Linked DNA regions of Mus musculus: all the other regions are linked to region 2. A link is a contact called in public HiChIP or PLAC-seq and promoter capture Hi-C data. All regions are on one chromosome and are shown on one strand. The core of a region is the stretch at or near the end of the contact, and the rest is flanking DNA. Distances in the headings are between cores, read along the strand shown.

Region 1 (3,139 bases), core at 286-2,785, 160 kb before region 2:
TGGTTGGTTTTTTTTTTGTTTGTTTGTTTTGATTTTTGGTCAATTATTTCAAGATTAATTTTAACGTGAGTTTCATAATTTTCAACAGAAAATAGCTTTTGTTTCTTTATATTACTGATGTTTGTTATGCAGAAAGCACTTACATATCCCCAGTAACAGAATCGGCTACTGGATATTTGAAACTATTAAGTCTGGTAAGATATTATTTACTCGTGAAAAACGTAAAAGAACATAGCATAGGTTTCTTGACTGACTACACCAACTTTCCCTACTAGAAACCCCATGACTTACTTTCCTTCGACGGAAGAGTATTTTTTACTTCAGTATTAGTTTTCTTCAACTTTGCTTTGTCAAATGTTTCAACTTCTGACAAGTCTGGTTTATCGCTCATCTTGTCTAAAAGAAAGACAAAACAAAGTTGCCCACTAGAACCATGATCAGATTAAGAGTCACAGTAAAAACATTCATTTACTATCAGTGAATGTTTTGCATGCTGTTTTCCAAAACAACGGATCTTAGAAAGTCGTGTTTGTCTTAGAGTCCTCTGATTGCAATGCATTAGCTCATTTCTGGTGGAAGTAAATGAGAGCAGACAAAGATGCTGGAGAAAGCAAGATACTCTAGAAACCAGCAGTGGGGACGTGGGGGTGTGGCTCACTTTAAAATTCCCAGCAAAGGCAAAATAGAAGTGACAAAAATTAGCAGATAAGAATAGAAGAGCAAATAAGGGCTAGATTTGACTAGGGAAGACGTGAGGGACTATCTGAGCATTTTCACCTTCTAGGCAGTTACTTTTAGGGTATTTGGGAATGGTGGTGAGCATCATACAGAAAAACTGTCATACAACACTGTACTGACTTCTAAAGGATGATGAAAGCTGGTATATTAACCATTAGAGTATGAATGAAAGGCAAATACAAGTTTCACACTATATCTTCTTGTAGCCTTAGTAAACATGTAAGGGGGAAAGATAAACAGGTTGAGACTCAGAACTTCAGCAGAATGAAGTAAGCCAAATAGAGTTAAGTTCTACTTCACAGTTTTCACTGTTACTAGGTAGGAAAGCAAGGTACACATGGAGCCATCCCTGGTATCTTCTGAATTTCACAAGTGGATCAGGAAAGGAACAATAGGAAAAGACCCCAAAGGTCAGAAGGCAGAAATCTTCTGTATCACCCCAGTGGGGCAGGACACAATCTGTTGACCAAAGTATAGTGGAGAATCGTTATCTTCAAAGCTGCCACATGGCCAAACACAATGTCATTCAATCAAGGATACCCGAAGGCCCTCTTTTATGCTGAAAGCCAGAAAAACTGGGATTCACAACTTTGTAACCACAGCGCTGGACAGAGGGTGAGCAGACAGCTTGGTCCGCCTTAAAACACAAAGACAATAGAGCAAGCACTAGCAGTCGCCACTGTGCTTGGCCTTGCAAATGCCAGGGGAGATTCTCACCTGCCCGTTCCAAGACTCTCTTCAGGCCAGCAGTTATGTCCACAGTTACCTCTGGATCAGGACTGTGCTCAGGGGTGCAGTGACCAACTGATTAACTCTGCCGCGGGTACCGCCCCTATATCCCGCCCATCCCCTCTATGATTGAACAGAAGGTCTAAATGTAATCCCTACACAGGCGTCTCTGATTGGACAAATCCCGGCTTGACACGCCCCCTCCTCAGGTCTAGTGTTCTGGGTGGCTGTCTCTGTTCTGTTTACCTGCAGCCCACCTATAGCATGGCTTGATGATGCCTAAGAGATAATGATTGGCAAGGGTCAGTTCCCCTTCTCTTCCACAGATTTAGCCCTGGGGTCCACAATTCCTTCCTTACAAATGCATTCATTCCTCCGCCGATTTAGAAGCCTCACATTAAACAGCTATACCTTACCCAGTTAAATTTTAATATCTGGACTTCGGGGGCCAAACTGAATGAGTTGTACCCTGCATTCTTGTTGTTGCTTTTGTTGTTGTTGTTGTTGTTGTTGCTGCTGCTGCTGTTTTGAACAGATGCTCAGTAACCTCTGTCTAATCTCTGCTCCGCTCGTAATGCAGACGTGAGAGTCAGTGGTTCAGGGCCATGCATTCCTGAACATTGCCTATGTAATCATGTGACAGTTTAGACTTTTTGTGCCATTGACCAGGAGAAGAACTACTTTAGAATTAGCACAAGGCAATCTACAGACACTAGTTTTCACTTAGAACTTTGGTTGATGCACAAGAAACAGAAGATGGAAACTGCAGTTACCTCCTCGCAAGGCTTAGGGGTTTTCCCAGAAGAGGGGCAGAACGATTTTTAAGAGCTAGAGGCACTGGACTACTACAGTGTTTTTTGAACAGATGTGATTACAGGTACATAACCTGATCAAAATTAAAATAAGACCATATCTCAGCGTGGGCAGCTGAGAAGTACTGACAGTTGACGGTTGTTTGGAAAGGGAGAGGCAGTTTTCTTCAAAGGTGAGGTCCCTGAGAGGTTACACATGTTCCAGCAGATAGCCCAACTCCCGGGCATATACTGGCTCCATCTTTTCCCCCTGCACATCTTGTAGGCAGGACAAATTATAGGTATAAAGTTATGTGGCTGGGTTGGTGTCCCAGTCTCGCCATTGGAAGTCTCACCTGGTTCCAGGAGATGGCAGCTCAGGCTCTATATCCCCCATTGCAAGGAGTTTTAGCTAAGGTCATCCTCATAGATTCCCAGGAGTTTCCATCGCCCTAGGTCTCTAGCTCATCCCAGAGAAGCCCATCGTCCGATCTCAGTACACTCTCCCTCCATCCTTTCCCCACCTGAGCCAGGAATTATTTTGAAGATGCAACATTAAGCAATGGCAACATAGCCCAGACATAGAGAACAGTGAGACAGTTGACTCAGGATATACAAATGCTCCATATTTGATAGTATTTTGTTATAAATGAATATGGAGAAAAAGGCTAGTCGACAAATGATATAAGAATACCCGAATATTTATCTAGAAAATTTGAAAGTGAACATCTCGCCTCATAGTGTTTACATGCTAGGGTTGAACCTGGGGCCTTGCACATGCTAAGAAAGCACTCTCACCTCCAGCCCCCATCCTCACATTTCACGTGAAGTCAATTCCAAATATATTTTGAGAAGTTAATGTGAAAGGAAAAACTAAGGCT
Region 2 (3,153 bases), core at 43-2,542:
CGCCCCTCTACCTTCTGCCTTTTTCCCACGCCGCGGGTCGCGCGTCTCCGCGCCGCCTTCCGTCCCTGCTCCCCGCCGCCCCTCTACCTTCTGCCTTTTTCCCACGCCGCGGGTCGCGCGTCGCCGCGCCGCCTTCCGTCCCTGCTCCCCGCCGCCCCTCTACCTGCTGCCTTCTCCCCAGGCCGCGGGTCGCGCGTCTCCGCGCTGCCGTCCCGGCTCCTCGACGCCTCTCTACCTGCCGCCCGCTCGCTACAGCGCTGCCACCCCTGCGCCTGCTGCCCCCTTCTCGCCGCCGCGGCTCTCCTCCCCATGCCGCCCCTCCACACAGTTCCCCTCCCGGCCGCCGCAGCCCCCACTCCACGCCGGACGCTACCCCCTCCGGCGTCCCCCACGCCGTCCCGCTCCCCGCCGCCGCCCCCACCCCCACCCCGGGGCTCCCTTCCCGCCGCCCTGCTTCCCCCACGCGCAACCCGGGAACATCAGGCCGAGCCCAAATTAAATTGCCCGTTAAGAACCTATCCCTGTCCAGATACTGACTCTCCATCTCCACTTCTTCCTCCTTCGGGCTGGCTCCAAAGTCGGAGTAGAAAGTTGTTTCAGATTCCGCGTTTTCCTGGTAGTCTGCTCCCTCCAAAAGCGTTGAGCTCAAGCTAGGCTGTGGATCTGGAGAAGGGGGAAAAGAAAAAAGAAAAAAAAAAAAGAAAAGCGGTTTGGAGCCTAGGTAGGGCTGGGAAGAGTGGGAAGAGCGAGGCGCCACTCTAAAGGAGCGGCGGAGACTGCGAAGGTCCGAGAAGCTGACCGCACTTCGTCACCTTCTGTGCGCGCGCATACGTGCGCGCGCACAGAAAAAAAAAAGTTGTCCTCCCGAGTTCTTCTCGAATCTAAACGCGTCGAGGCGGCACCGACTGACCCTGAAGTGTTTCCTCCTTCACTGCTCCAACAAAGGTCTTCAAGTCAGTGCAGTAGCAGCAGGGGCACTTTTTGTGAGATTCCATGACCGGAGCGCGGTGGGTTGTTAAGTCACCAGCTTCTGCGGACTTCTTGGCTTCCGAGGTCCTGGCCAGAGGTGGTACCAGCTGCTTCTCCCGTACCCGAGTGGCGCTCGTTGAGGAGTCACGCCCCTTTTATAGGGTGGTCAGCCCTTGTGCCTCTTAGGGATCAGATTTTACGTAGTGTGCCTCCGCTCAAGCCCCCATTAGAAATAGGAGTGTTTCCATTCGGAATGGGTGGGACTACACTGTAGGGTGGGACTACATTGTAGGGGGTGCTCTGGTGACAGGGAGTGTGTTTGTTAAAGTGCCGGTCGGACTTTGAGCTCCCTACGCGCCCGCGCGCGCGCACGCGCGCGCGGAGACCCGCTTCCACGTGCTGTTAACTGACTTTTCAACTCTACCTAGGCGTCCCAGAGCACTAAGGGGCTGCACAAGACTGTGAATCATAATTTAGCAGCTCCGAGTTCGCACCAGCTCGCACACCCTTAAATATTATGTTCCGAAGCATGTCATTTTACGTCCCCCAAGGAAAAAATTTACGTGGACTTACGGGTTGGGAACGCACAGTCTAACAAAATGGGTTCCCCCTCCCGCCACCCTTTGGACACTGGACTCGACCAAGGACTCGGTGACTTATGACTAGAGCTTTGTTTGTTGTTTTTGTACTCTTGCACCTAGAGTCTGAATTAGAGCCCTAATATGTTTAGGTAGGCAGGAAGCTGGGTTTTGTAGTTTTTTGGGGGTTTTGTTTTGGCTTTTTGGGCTTTTTTTTTTGTGGCTTTTCGAGGCAAAGTTTCTCTGTGCATCCCTAGCTGTCCTAGAACACACACCGTAGAGTGTGCTGGCCTCGAACTTAGAGATACTCTTGCTTGCCGCTGCCTCCCAAGTGCTGGAAGCCAACAAGGCCAGCTTTTCGAGCTTTGAGTTGGTTCCCAAAGCTTTCCCAGAACGTAGTGAGTTGGCTTTGCCAACAAACTCAGCAGCGTCTTTGGGGTGACACAGGCGCAAGTAGGACGGACACCTTGCAAGAAACCCTTTATGCCTCTTCAAATACTTCTAGAGCGTTGTAATTTTTGGGAACGAACCGGCTTACTATAAAGGACTCTGCCAAAAGCTTAAGAGACCCAAAAATGCCTAAGTTACTTGAGTTTGGTGCCTTTGCGGAGTTAGATAGCTCGCTCTTAGTACAAAATGCATCGTAGAAACTTGCTCTGCCTTGAACCAAAAGCCCGCCTAATTCTGGGGTATCTAAGCTCAAAAGGCGGGAGAACGCTCTACCTCCACATTCACGCCCCTCCCCCTTCCTTTTCCTGGGACTATCTCCCCCCCCCCCCCCGTCTAGAAAATGGCGAGTCAAATTTAAAACGGCTGTATAATTTTCCAAAAGATGTTCTCAAGTGTTGACATCCTTGTTTTTTGTGGTCCTTGTGTTTGGCACTGCACGATTTGTTCTACATTTTTGCCTTTACAGGCCTTTGGTTGGCATTTTCACTTTTGTTACGGGGGGGGGGTAGTAGGGGCACGGGGTACGTGTTCGAGACAGGGTTTTCCCAATGGCACCAGCCCTGGCTGTCCCGGACTCACAGTGGTGGGCCTTTTCGCAGGAGGCCAGGCAACTTGGCAGTTTCACTACGAAGTCCGTGCACTTTTTCCTTTATTACTTGTGTCTTAATTCGAAGGATGTTCCAGGCAGTGGTGTATGTGTGTGTGCGTGTGTGTGTGTGTGTGCGTGTGTGTGCATGTGTGTGTGTGCGTGCGTGCGTGTGTGTGTGTGTGTGTGTGTGTGTGTGTGTGTGTGTGTGTGTGTGTGTGTTGCGGGCGTTAATTGAAGGAAAAGACCATTGGATGAGGTCTTACGGCTCTGAATCTGCTTCTCGCGAGACTAGGCCACGTCCCTTCGCACCAGACTGGATTGCTTACCTGGATTGCTTGGAACAAGAGGAAATTTGGGATCCAGAACTGCCGAATTTCTAATGTCCCCCTTCAACTTGCTCAGCACCACGCCGAGAAATCAAAAGGGCAGGCTCAAATGCGCCGGAGGGAAGAAAGGAAGGCGGCGTGTCCCCCACCCCCCACCCCCCTCGGGCGTCCAGGCTTTCTCCAGGCTTTAGTTGCCTTTGGTCATCTCCAGCAGAGGATATATTCTGTTGAAAGTTCTAGA
Region 3 (3,040 bases), core at 3-2,502, 140 kb before region 2:
TTAGAAAGTCATGTTTGTCTTAGAGTCTTCTGATTGCAATGCATTAGCTCATTTCTGGTGAAAGTAAATGACAGCAGACAAAGATGTTCAAGAAAGCAAGATACTCTAGAAACTGGCTGTGGAGACGTGGGGGTGTGGCTCACTTTAAAATTCCCAGCAAAGGCAAAATAGAAATGACAAAAATTAGCAGATAAGAATAGAAGAGCAAATAAGGGCTAGATTTGACTAGGGAAGACGTGAGGGACTATCTGAGCATTTTCACCTTCTAGGCAGTTACTTTTAGGGTATTTGGGAATGGTGGTGAGCATCATGCAGAAAAAATGTCAAACAACACTGTACTGACTTCTAAAGGATGATGAAAGCTGGTATATTAACCATTAGAGTAGGAATGAAAGGCGAATACAAGTCTCACACAATATCTTCTTGTAGCCTTAATAAACATGTAAGGGGGGGGGGGGAAGATAAACAGGTTGAGACTCAGAACTTTAGCAGAGTCAAGTAAGCCAAAGAGAGTTAAGTTCTACTTCACAGTTTTCACTGTTACTAGGTAGGAAAGCAAGGTACACATGGAGCCATCCCTGGCATCTTCTGAATTTCACAAGTGGATCAGGAAAGGAACAATAGGAAAAGACCCCAAAGGTCAGAAGGCAGAAATCTTCTGTATCACCCCAGTGGGGCAGGACACAATCTGTTAACCAAAGTATAGTGGAGAATCGTTATCTTCAAAGCTTCCACATGGCCAAACACAATGTCATTCAATCAAGGATACCCGAAGGCCCTCTTTTATGCTGAAAGCCAGAAAAACTGGGATTCACAACTTTGTAACCACAGGGCGGGACAGAGGGGCGAGAACCACAACCCTAAAAGTCCCTTTCCCACCCAACCAAACCCTACTTCCAGCCTTCACTAACTCCTCGAAGCTGCTGGTCCCTCTGAACCTCCCAGGGTGGGGACACCACCACCATCACCACCACCACCACCACTACCAGGACTATGCTCTGCACCGGCTAGAAACAGGGAAATCTGTAAACTCGGGTGAGCAGACAGCTTGGTCTGCCTGAAAACACAAAGACGATAGAGCAAGCACTAGCAGTCGCCACTGTGCTTGGTCCCGCAAATGCCAGGGGAGATACTCACCTGCCGGTTCCAAGGCTCCCTTCAGGCCAGCAGTTATGTCCACAGTTACCTCTGGATCAGGACTGTGCTCAGGAGTGCAGTGACCAACTGATTAACTCTGCCACGGGTCCCGCCCCTATATCCCGCCCATCCCCTCTATGATTGAACAGAAGGTCTAAACGTAATCCCTACACAGGCGTCCCTGATTGGACACATCTTGGCTTGACACGCCCCCTCCTCAGGTCTAGTGTTCTGGGTGGCTGTCTCTGTTCTGTTTACCTGCAGCCCACCTATAGCATGGCTTGATGATGCCTAAGAGATAATGATTGGCAAGGGTCAGTTCCCCTTCTCTTCCACAGCTTTAGCCCTGGGGTTCACAATTCCTTCTTTACAAATGCAGTCTTTCCTCCGCCGATTTAGAAGCCTCACATTAAACAGCTACACCTTACCCAGTTAAATTTTAATATCTGGACATCGGGGGCCAAACTGAATGAGTTGTACCCTGCATTCTTGTTGTTGCTTTTGTTGTTCTTGTTGTTGTTGTTACAGTTGTTGTTGTTGCTTTTGTTGTTGTTGTTGTTGCTGTTTGAACAGATGCTCAGTAACCTCTGTCTAATCTCTGCTCTGCTCGTAATGCAGACGTGAGAGTCAGTGGTTCAGGGCCATGCATTCCTGAACATTGCCTATGTACTCATGTGACAGTTTAGACTTTTTGTGCCATTGACCAGGAGAAGAACTACTTTAGAATAAGCACAAGGCCATCTACAGACACTAGTTTTCACTTAGAACTTTGGTTGATGCACAAGAAACAGAAGATGGAAACTGCAGTTACCTCCTCACAAGGCTTAGGGGTTTTCCCAGAAGAGGGGCTGAACGATTTTTAAGAGCTAGAGGCACTGGACTACTACAGTGTTTTTTGAACAGATGTGATTACAGGTACATAACTTGATCAAAATTAAAATAAGACCATATCTCAGCGTGGCCAGGGGTGTAAGGAGCACCAGAAGTCCTGCCCCTAGCTGAGAAGTACTGACAGTTGACAGTTGTTTGGAAAGAGAGATGCAGTTTTCTTGAAAGGTGAGGTCCCTGAGAGGTTACACATGTTCCAGCAGATGGCCCTACTCCTGGGCATATACTGGCTCCATCTTTTCCCCCTGCACATCTTGTAGGCAGGACAAATTATAGGTATAAAGGTATGTGGCTGGGTTGGTGTCCCAGTCTCCCCATTGGAAGTCTCACCTGGTTCCAGGAGATGGCAGCTCAGGCTCTATATCCCACATTGCAAGGAGTTTTAGCTAAGGTCACCTTCATAGATTCCCAGGAGTTTCCATCGCCCTAGGTCTCTAGCTCATCCCAGAGAAGCCCCTCGCCCGATCTCAGTACTCTCTCCCTCCATCCTTTCCCCACCTGAGCCAGGAATTATATTGAAGAGACAACATTAAGCAATGGCAACATAGCCCAGACATAGACATAGAGAACTGTGAGACAGTTGACTCAGGATATACAAATGCTCCATATTTGATAGTATTTTGTTATAAATGAATATGGAGAAAAAGGCTTGTCAACAAATGATATAAGGATACCTGAATATTTATCTAGAAAATTTGAAAGTGAACATCTAGCCTCATAGTGTTTACATGCTAGGGTTGAACCTGGGGCCTTGCACATGCTAAGAATGCACTCTCACCTCCAGCCCCCATCCTCACATTTCACGTGAAGTCAATTCCAAATATATTTAGAGAAGTAAATGTGAAAGAAAAAACTAAGGCTATCTATTCAAAGAAGATTGCTCTTCAGGAAACACACAGACACTGTAAAGAGAACACACAAAGGATTGAAGTGAGAACAAATAACTCCCATAATTAATTGGAAAAACTGACAAAACTCAACAAGAAACCTGAAAATGTCTTGAATACATGATTAA
Region 4 (3,308 bases), core at 115-2,614, 250 kb before region 2:
AACACATGTTATTGTGGTTATGGAGAGGGGAAAAAAAAAGACACTCGAGCAAATTGGCAGCATCCGTTCAGTTTCCATGGTGTGGAATGATGCTCACAGTCAGTAGCACAGATTGTTCGGGAGTAAGTCTTTACAGGGGTGTGTACTGCAGGGCTTGATGGGGGAAGAAAGGGGGACTAGACAATGGATTAGAGTGGCCTTGATGGAAGTCTACACAGAGGAGAGGACATTGCTGGAGCTGTGAGCAAAGCCCATCTTGTGGAGACATGCTGGTTGGGGCTATTTAGTTTACTGTCTAATGCTGAAAAAATATTCAGAAATACTGCACTAAAGAAATGGGTGTGGCTTTCTTTAATGTATGTAAAAATCAACACAAGAAATAATTGATCTTCAAGACCCTCTAATTTAAAAGATGTAGGTTGCTTCTCATACAACCTGATGCTGGGAAGGATTTACAGCGGCGGGGAAGCCCTGTGACGCACTCAATTTACTTCGCAGAGCTCAGTTACCAGCTACACCCATGCTCCAAAGTCTAGATGCCATAGTTGTCATGCCACCAAAATGCTATTTCTAACTTCATGCTTGCATTTATATCATATATGCAACGAAGCGTTCAATGTGGAAATTCATGTCTAATATTTCACTCTTTGTAACATTTCTGAGCCAATAAGCCCAAAGACACACTTGATAAGAACTTGGCACTGTCCCCAGGCCACGTCTTCCTTAATAGGCTGCCTGAAAGTAAAGGTTTTCAGGACACTAATTTTTTAAAAAATGTCTTTAGGAAACCAGGAATGTTTGGCATCTTTACGTCAGGAACACTGTTTTAATACTGGGAGCTTAAGAGTGAAATATCACGCATAGTCCCAACTACCTCAGACCTAGGTCCTCTCACCTCATCCTCAGCTCCTAAAGCCATTCTGCGGCGCATGCTCAGTGAACCACACCCGCTCCCCACGGAGCCCTGCGCCTCTCTGCCCGGTCTGGCAGCCACTCTAGATTACTCAGCAACGCCCCCCTCCACCATCACCTACCCAGGACTATAACCTCAGCAGCTTCTAGGCCCCTTTACTGAGGTGCCAGTCGCACCAGTGATGACCTAAACTGTCCTTTCTCCCTCCTCCCACAGGCCCCCCACCTCCTGGCCTCCCAGGTCTGCCAGCCTTAGCCCCCTCTTAAAGCCCACTCGCAGACACCTTACCCAACACAATGGGGAGGAGAGAGGACAGGGTTACAGACGCCAGGCAGGTCAGCTCTGCGTGCCTCTAGCCTGGCTCCTCGGCGACCGGGTCACGGCTCGCGCTGCCACCTCGTCCTCAGTGGGGCAGCAAGTGCAGCTTGGACCTCGGTGGCCTGACAGCTGCTGCTCGCTCCCGCTGCTGCTGCCGCCGCGCAGCGTCTCGAGCCCGCGCCCGCCAGGGGAGGGGGCGGGGCCCGCGCCGCCTCCTAGTGCCCCCTTCTCTGCGCAGGGGACCCACTGCAGCCGCCTCTTGCTGCCTCTTGTAAAGATGGTGCCCTGGCTGACTTGCTCTTCCTTAGTGCTCCTTGTCCAACTTGAATCTCCCTGTCTTTCTTCCCCTCCCAATTGATTAGAAGTCACAGTGACAATGGCCCTTTGAATAATTGCTCTGGCAGCTTAGCTTCTCTTCTGCCTAGGGCCTAAAGGCTCAGGTAGAGCTAGCTATAGCTTCATTTCCCCCAATGACTCTTCTATTTACCTCATGTACCAAAGAACCAACCAACCTTCGTTCCTTCCTTCCTTTTTTCCTTCCTTCCTTCCTTCCTTCCTTCCTTCCTTCCTTCCTTCCTTCCTTCCTTCCTTTTTTCCTTCCTTCCTTCCTCCCTCCCTCCCTCCCTCCCTCCCTCCCTCCCTCCCTCCCTCCCTTCCTTCTTCTCTTCCTTCCTTCCTTCTTCTCTTCCTTCCTTCCTTTCTTTTTTTTTCTTTTTTGTATCTGCTTGTTCTGTTTTTACGCCAAGAGTTTAATATATCCACATTCTTCTACAGGAAAGCACAGGATCACAACACATTAGTAGGCCCTGTTGGTGCCCATTGCTCAAGAATTTCTCATGATACTCCAAAAGGAAAGATTGGTATGTAACTCAGACACAGAAAACACATAGCCCTGTATGCCTCCTTAGCAATTACTGTTCTAGAGAATCTCAGACAGCAGTACTGGAGGTTCCAGGAACTGCTACTAGGGTAAAATTCAATATTCCAATTATGGCCAGCCGCCAAACTAGTTCCTCCTGACCTTTGGTGGCCCTCTGGTGTCCTCATCTAGTTTGTGATTACCCCTCACCCCTACGCACGCTCATGCATGTGCGCACGCGCGCGCGCGTGCGCGCACACACACACACACACACACACACACACACACACACACACACACACACCTTTCCACCCTCATAACTAAAGGAAAGCAAATCTCTTGAAGTACTTTAGCCTGCACTTTATCTATTTCTCAGCGACATTCATGCCTCTCTGCTCTCTGAACAGCCATGTGTATATGGCACTGCCCCCTCCCACCATATGTTCCTCACACACACCATCCTTCCATCTATACCACTCTCCCTCTATCTTCTCACAAGGCAAAATAACCAGTCTCAGCAAGGCTCCACTTAAATGCCACTTTGCAGGAGAGTCTTTCTCCATAATCCCATAAGACTCAATTTATCTCCTATACTTTTTGTAGCTTGCTGTGCTTTTGTTTCTCATCAAAATCATGTATATGTAATTATATATATTTAATGCATACGTACTTGGTTACAAGTGTCTACCCCTACTGAACTATATATACAGCACTATGGTTTCAGATGCTATGTTTAAGTTCACAACTGTAGTTCCCCTCCAAATCTAGATGCATATTATGCACTAACTTTATTTATCAAATATGAATGAATAAACTATGTGTCATAAAAATTGTTGATATTTTAAAATAAATGGATCAAGTGGAATCCCTTGCATGGTTTAAACCCACCTCATTTCTCTCACAGACACACTATAATACTCTTGAGGTAAAAGAAGATATACACCATCTCTTAAAGTAACTTTTACTAGTTCTAAACTTCAACAAAAGAAAATATTTTGCATGACCCTTGTACAGCTTGATTCGTCCTTCAACGATTCACATGTTGAAGCTTCGTCCCCAGCATGGTAGTATTATGGTTGTGAGAAGGGATAGAGCCTGCTGGAATGTCATTAGGTCCTGAGGGATCTACTCTCAGGGATGGATTAATGATGATCTCACAAAATAGAATAGTCTCTAAGAAGTAAGCTAACTGTGATGATAGTGAGATGCTAAAAATAA

Evidence for each region. Promoter capture Hi-C pulls out the DNA fragments that hold promoters and counts their contacts. HiChIP or PLAC-seq counts read pairs in DNA pulled down with a chosen protein or histone mark.
Region 1: a contact with region 2 is called in a promoter capture Hi-C map of embryonic stem cells, with 6 read pairs. The contact joins the promoter of Tmsb15b2 here to the promoter of Esx1 in region 2. A contact is called at or near these places in 8 of 39 promoter capture datasets (the 3T3-L1 cell line, the HPC-7 cell line, embryonic stem cells and 2 more), 1 of 15 datasets of contacts at CTCF or cohesin (embryonic stem cells), 2 of 484 Hi-C or Micro-C datasets (embryonic stem cells and reprogramming fibroblasts), 2 of 115 datasets of contacts at active chromatin or transcription factors (embryonic stem cells and stem cell-derived neural progenitor cells) and 1 of 9 other capture datasets (liver).
Region 3: a promoter capture Hi-C map of embryonic stem cells shows a contact between it and region 2, with 9 read pairs. The contact joins the promoter of Tmsb15l here to the promoter of Esx1 in region 2. A contact is called at or near these places in 5 of 39 promoter capture datasets (the 3T3-L1 cell line, 3T3-L1-derived adipocytes, embryonic stem cells and 2 more), 1 of 15 datasets of contacts at CTCF or cohesin (embryonic stem cells), 9 of 484 Hi-C or Micro-C datasets (the G1E-ER4 cell line, embryonic stem cells and myocytes), 6 of 115 datasets of contacts at active chromatin or transcription factors (embryonic stem cells and large pre-B cells) and 3 of 9 other capture datasets (adipose tissue, embryonic stem cells and pancreatic islet).
Region 4: an H3K4me3 HiChIP or PLAC-seq map of embryonic stem cells shows a contact between it and region 2, with 4 times the contacts expected there. The contact joins the promoter of Rab9b here to the promoter of Esx1 in region 2. A contact is called at or near these places in 10 of 39 promoter capture datasets (the 3T3-L1 cell line, cranial neural crest, embryonic stem cells and 4 more) and 1 of 115 datasets of contacts at active chromatin or transcription factors (embryonic stem cells).

Annotation. Positions count from the first base shown.
Region 1 is chrX:136,956,444-136,959,582 of GRCm38.p6, forward strand. It overlaps Tmsb15b2 (thymosin beta 15b2), which reads right to left and starts at 1,536. Exons shown (of 3, transcript NM_001080967.4): 1 at 1,456-1,536; 2 at 292-396. The coding sequence starts at 391. Tmsb15l (thymosin beta 15b like) reads right to left here. Exons shown (of 4, transcript NM_207267.4): 3 at 292-396.
Region 2 is chrX:137,119,034-137,122,186 of GRCm38.p6, forward strand. Esx1 (extraembryonic, spermatogenesis, homeobox 1) reads right to left here and starts at 1,293. Exons shown (of 5, transcript NM_007957.2): 1 at 911-1,293; 2 at 538-663. The coding sequence starts at 995.
Region 3 is chrX:136,975,622-136,978,661 of GRCm38.p6, forward strand. It overlaps Tmsb15l (thymosin beta 15b like), which reads right to left and starts at 1,253. Exons shown (of 4, transcript NM_207267.4): 1 at 1,138-1,253. It overlaps Tmsb15b1 (thymosin beta 15b1), which reads right to left and starts at 1,253. Exons shown (of 3, transcript NM_001081983.1): 1 at 1,138-1,253.
Region 4 is chrX:136,867,192-136,870,499 of GRCm38.p6, forward strand. It overlaps Rab9b (RAB9B, member RAS oncogene family), which reads right to left and starts at 1,365. Exons shown (of 3, transcript NM_176971.3): 1 at 1,202-1,365.